2 separate regions of the Sus scrofa genome follow, and region 1 is linked to region 2. A link is a contact called in public HiChIP or PLAC-seq data. All regions are on one chromosome and are shown on one strand. The core of a region is the stretch at or near the end of the contact, and the rest is flanking DNA. Distances in the headings are between cores, read along the strand shown. Region 1 holds the start of PRKAG3 (protein kinase, AMP-activated, gamma 3 non-catalytic subunit). Region 2 holds the start of CYP27A1 (cytochrome P450, family 27, subfamily A, polypeptide 1).

Evidence for each region. HiChIP or PLAC-seq counts read pairs in DNA pulled down with a chosen protein or histone mark.
Region 1: an H3K27ac HiChIP or PLAC-seq map of skeletal muscle shows a contact between it and region 2. The contact joins the promoter of PRKAG3 here to the promoter of CYP27A1 in region 2. A contact is called at or near these places in 3 of 47 Hi-C or Micro-C datasets (heart right ventricle, psoas muscle and skeletal muscle) and 1 of 2 datasets of contacts at active chromatin or transcription factors (skeletal muscle).

What each region holds. Positions count from the first base shown.
Region 1 is chr15:120,865,035-120,867,734 of Sscrofa11.1, forward strand. PRKAG3 (protein kinase, AMP-activated, gamma 3 non-catalytic subunit) reads right to left here and starts at 1,274. Exons shown (of 13, transcript NM_214077.1): 1 at 1,167-1,274; 2 at 826-865; 3 at 193-348. The coding sequence starts at 1,274.
Region 2 is chr15:120,808,413-120,811,199 of Sscrofa11.1, forward strand. It overlaps CYP27A1 (cytochrome P450, family 27, subfamily A, polypeptide 1), which reads left to right and starts at 1,474. Exons shown (of 9, transcript NM_001243304.1): 1 at 1,474-2,392. The coding sequence starts at 2,123.

The DNA of each region.
Region 1 (2,700 bases), core at 24-2,523, 56 kb after region 2:
TGTCCTGAGTTGGCCACCTTGGATCCCTGGACCCCTGGATCAGCAATGCAGTTGTCCTCCCCCTTGTGGGGAGACTGGCTGCATGATGTTATGTGCCTGTGTTATGGAGGGACCAGACCAGAGACGGGCCCCAGGTTTGAGGACTGCCCACTGCCCCCAGTCCCAGCTCCCCAGAACTGGCCTTGAACTCACCTTCCCTCGGGCCCGGAGGCCCCCCTTCCTCTACATCCTCCTGCCTTGTCCATCTAGAGGCCTTGTTCCCCTGGTCCCCATGGCTTCTTTCTGAGCTGGTGGTTACAGCTCGGGATGGCCATGAACGGCTCTCTCCTTGCTCTAGGAAGCTCATCTCTGCAAGGGAGAATGGGACCTGTTTGGTTAATGGGGAGTAACACAATAAATTCCATTAAAATGTTACTAATAATAATATTTAATATTGGGAAGCTTCAAAGGGCTTGTCCTCCAACAAATTTCTCATTCAACCCTCACGGCAATCTTATCCGAAGGGCATGGCTATCAGCCCTGTTTTACTAACGAGAGACCTGAGCTCAGAGAGGTGAAGCAATTTGCCACAAATCACACAGCTAGTAAGCGAGAAAGTCAAGAGAGTCCCAATCTCCAGACTCTATAGATGCCCCCTCTACTCTTTTGAAAGAGGGAGGAGGTGAGGGAGAGGGAGGAAGAAGAAACAAAGCGGAACAAAGAAGGCAAAGGAGAGGAAGACAAGAGCCAGGCGAGTGGAGTGGGGGAGATTGGGGTCCTGAAGACGTGGAAGAAAAGGAGGTGGGAGAAGAGCCTGGGCCCGCGAGCAGGGGCAGCCCCACCTACCTTGATGCTCAGGTCCCCCGAGGCTGCTCCAGGAGGGAGTCTGTGTGGAGAAGAGTGACTTTTGGGGTGGGGAAGACGCCCCACGTTCTGGACCACACGGAAATCCCTTCCCAGCACACAGGCACGGGTGCGCACAAACACCCCCCCACCCATGTATACACAAACACACAAACACCCAGCCCCAAACACTAACGCACACTACCTACCCAAACACACACACTCAGACACACACAGAACCGCACAGACTCACTTACACAAGGAGTATATACATGCGGACCCCCTCACACTCATATATATATACACAGAAAATCCTGGCTATGCAAGCACGCACGCGTACGCACATCCGCAGTGGTGGGCCCTCTGCCCTCTGGCCTCAGCTGCTCCAGCTCCCAGCCCCCCCGGGACCCCGGGACCCTGCGCAGTGCCTGCTCTAGCTCGGCAAGCTCCATGGAGGAGTGCGCAACACTGTATCTGGGCAGCACTATTCTGGGCCCGACCCCTGGCACCCTGCCCTCCTGGATCGGGTTCTCTCTGATTGGGTGGCAGGGAGCAGGGTGGAAGGGGTCCACCCGCTCAGCTGCTCCAGCCCAGCAGCCTGGGGGCCCCTGGGGAGGGGTGGGGCCCACCTGGAATCTTGATGCCTGGTCCCGGGCTGTCTCCTGGGTCTCCGAGGACAGGTGAGAAGGATCCTGCTGTGGGGGAAGCAGCTTGGAACTGGGGTGGGAGGAGGGGAGCTCTCAGAGCCCCCGCTGTGTTCCTACCGTGAGGGCCTCTCTCATTTGTCAGGCGCCAAAGGAGGGAAAATGCAAGCAAGTTGAGCTTAACTTTCTTCCTTGTACAAACTCCGGTCGTGGGTGGCACTGGGGTTAGAAAGGGCTAGTTGCAGCCAGCTGGGAGGCTGGGGAGGCGGAGTTCGTGGGTGGTCCCGGGAGGATGGCCAGTGTGTGTCCAGATGTCCCCCTCTGAGTCCCAGGAGACCGTCCTTCTCTCTGGTGGAGTGGGATGGTTGGGGCAGGCGGGGAGTTGTGAGATCGCCTTCCAGGTATGAAGTGGGCTTGAAGGCATGGGGCCTGTGCCAGTCCACAGTGTGAGAGACACCTGTTTCTACCTGCAGAGGTAGATCCAGGTGTGCAGGAGCCCCAGGCCCCCCACCCCACTGTGTGCGCTCTCCCTCTGTCTCCTGGTGCCAACGGAATCCCAGCAGGCTCCGTGGCGGCCCACCCCCCCTTCCTTGGCATTCCTGGGGCCTGAGTCACTGTCCAAATTGGTAACGCTGACCCAGCTGCTCCAGCTCCCCTCTCTGTCCCTCCCTCCCTCTCTTCTTTCCAGGCTCTTCCATCCCAGTCTCGCCATGGACTGGACAGACACTCAGTAACGGGTTACTGGGTTTCTCGATGAATGTAATGAACATATTCTCATCAGTTCTCAAGGCCCCTATATTGCCTAAGGGGCAGGTGGAGGAGACAAGAGGGAAGGGGCTTGCCGTCCGTGGGTGTCTTTGGTGGTACAGGGGGCAAATGCAGCTCTTCTTCTGCAGCATCCCTGTGGCCTCTGCCTGTCTGCTCCCTGGTGATGAACATGAAAAGCATCGCTAATGGGGAGTTCCCATTGAGGCTCAGCCCTTTAAGAATTTGACTAGCATCCATGAGGATGCAGGTTCGATCCCTGGCCTTGCCCAGTGGGTTAAGGATCCAGCGTTGCTGCAAGCTGCGGCATAGTTCACAGATGCAGCTTGGATCTGGTATTGCTGTGGCTATGGTGTAGGCCTGCAGCTGCAGCTCCGATTCGAGCCCTGGACTAAGAACTTCCAGGTGCTGCAGGTGCCACCGTAAAAAGGAAAAAAAAAAAAAAAAAGCACAGCCAATGGGACACCTC
Region 2 (2,787 bases), core at 224-2,723:
TTTCCAATATTTATCTGTACAAACAATGCTGTAAAAAATAATATCCTTGTATATCTGTGATTTTGCAAATGTGCAAGTGTATTCATAGCAAAAAAAAAAAATCCCTACCAGTAGGACTGCTGGCTTAAAAGTAAGTGCACTTTAAACTTTCAAAGCTCTGTAGCAATTTGTACTCCCTTGAACCATGATTCAGTTTGTTTTCCTACAACCTCAAATACATAGTGGTATCAAACTTTGATCTCTGTCAATCATACAGGTAAAAAATGGTTTCTGATACAGTCTGGATTTGTCTTTCTTTTATTACCTGCAAAGTGGACCATTTTTGTGTATGTTAAAGAGCCATTACAATTCCTCATCTATGAATTATCGATTAATTATGTTTTAAATTTTTATTCCATTTCATTCCTTTACTTTTAAACATTCATTTAAATTATAAAAATAATTTTTTGTTATTTAAGGATTCTCTTGATAGGTAAGAGAAAAAATCCAGCTCCATGGTATTTATGAAACTTCAAATCAGAATGACCTATTGTCACATACAGGTTCCCTATATTGGAGCTACTGGTCATACTCCTTAAAACAACTATGCTTACAAAATTAAAAGGTATAATAAAAAAACAAAATTAAGAATTTTGGGATACAACTAGAAATATAAAAAGTATATAGATTTGAAAAAGCTAATCAAAATTGAAAACATAGAAATACAATAATAGAAATTAAGAATTCAATGGCTAGATTTAACAGCAGATTAGACACAGCTGAACGGAGAATTAGTGAACTGAAAGAGACAAAATGATAGAAAGATATAAAAGAGAGGGTAAGAGACAGGAATGATAGTCAGAAGGTCTTTCATAAAAATACTCTGCAGTCCTAGAAGGAGAGGAGAAAAAAATGGGGTAGAAGAAACGTTCGAATGTCTGAAAACCTTCCAAAACTAATGAAAGATATTCAGTCACAGAGTCAAGAAATTCTATGACCTCCTAATGGGATAAATAAAAAGAAATCCATACCTAGCTACCACAACTGTCTGTCTAATTGTTGCCCCTTGAACTTCATATGCCCTTCCCACCTCTGGCTACCTGTAAATAACCACTTCTTCAAATGCTCTTGGAATAAGCTTTATCATCCTACTGGTTTCACCACTAATGGACGGAATAATCTCTGACCCCGTGTTTATTATTTTGTATGTGTATGCATCGTTTTTAACTTTTTGAAAATTTTAATCCACTGTACATATATGATATAAAGAGTTCACGAAATAATACTTTTTCTTGCAATATTTTTTGTACTATTTTATTCTTTTCCATCTTATTAAAAAAAAATTCGCTAAATCTGATCTCAACTTGCAGTTTGAGAAATCCTACCTCAGCAGACTGGAGAGTGTGTGGGTGGTGGGGAGGGAGAAGGGTAGAATTGCATTAAAAAAAAAAAAAAAAACCTAATATTTAAATTTGTTTGGCTTCCTCCCTCCAGGAATCAGGTGACCCTGGACACAGGGCTGTTTTGTTGTTGCTGTTGTTTGTTTTACTTTTTTGTTTGGGGGATTTTTTTTTTTTGCTCTTTCCTCGCTCAGCGCTCAGAGTCCGGGATCAACCCCTGGGGCTCTTCGGAAAAGCCAGCAGCCAGTTTAATCTCTCCGGGCTGAGGCGTTGCGGCTTTGGGGTGACGAGCCCGCTGAGCGTGAGGGCTGGACTCACTGGGTGAGGCCTCCAGGTCTTGGAAGCCTCCCGGGCTACACTCCTGCCTGGAGTTCAGACCAAGCGAACTTCAAGTTCTCCACGAGAGTTCGCCAAAGTGAAAGGTGGGGAGTCGCGGGAGAGGCGGCCATCGTCGGAGCTCTGTGGGTCCCCCTAAGTGCCCCTGTGCATCTTCTGCCTTGGCGTTGTCCGGCCCCTTCCCGAGCCTGGAGGCTGACAGTTGGAAAAGGGGGCTTCTGTGAGTTGGTTAAGTCCCGTTTGGAGAGACTGAAGACCGCGATGAAACCGGAGCAGTAAGGGGCCTGGCCAACCTTCGCCGGCCCACCCTGGGCTACCGGGGCCCTTGAACCCGCCCTTCCTGATTCGCCTTTGGGCGCGCTCGAGGCAGTCTGCACTCCAGATCTGAAGGTGCCGCAGGACAAGCCATGAATAGCATGGGTGCGCTGGGTGGCGCGAGGCTGCGGTGGGCGCTGCTGGGGACGCGAGTGCCCTTCCCTGTTCTGGGCTCACAGGGGGCCAGAGCCAAGGCCGCGATCCCCACCGCACTCCCGGCGGCCCAGACAGCGGAGGCTCCCGGAACCGGGCCTGGCGATCGGAGGCTGCGGAGCTTGAAGGAGCTTTCCGGGCCAGGGCGGCTGCGCCTCTTATTCCAACTGTTAGCACAAGGCTACGTTCTGCACTTACACCAGCTCCAGGTAACCCAGCAGGACCTCGCGCTCCGGGGATGCGGTGAGCTCGGGTCTGGAGAAGCTGGCGATGGGCAGACGTTAGACAAAAAGTGAAGGACACCAAACTTGGCTCGGGAGAGACGGGGGCTCTAGTCGCCCACTGGAAATTTGTAGGGCTTACAAACCGAAATGAACAGGTCGCGGAGTGTGATGAAGCAGGAGGCACCGGCCAGGAGGTGATTTGGGGAGGCTAGTTTTAAAAGTGGACAGAGGCTGAAAGAGGAGGGAACGGTGTGGGTAAAAGGATGGCAGATGCCAGTGTATAAGCTGCCAGATGTTACAGAACCACTGTGGGGATACTGGCTACCACAGACTTCTTCCAAAGGAAATGGCTTCTGGAGGATTACAGCCGTTTAGCAGTT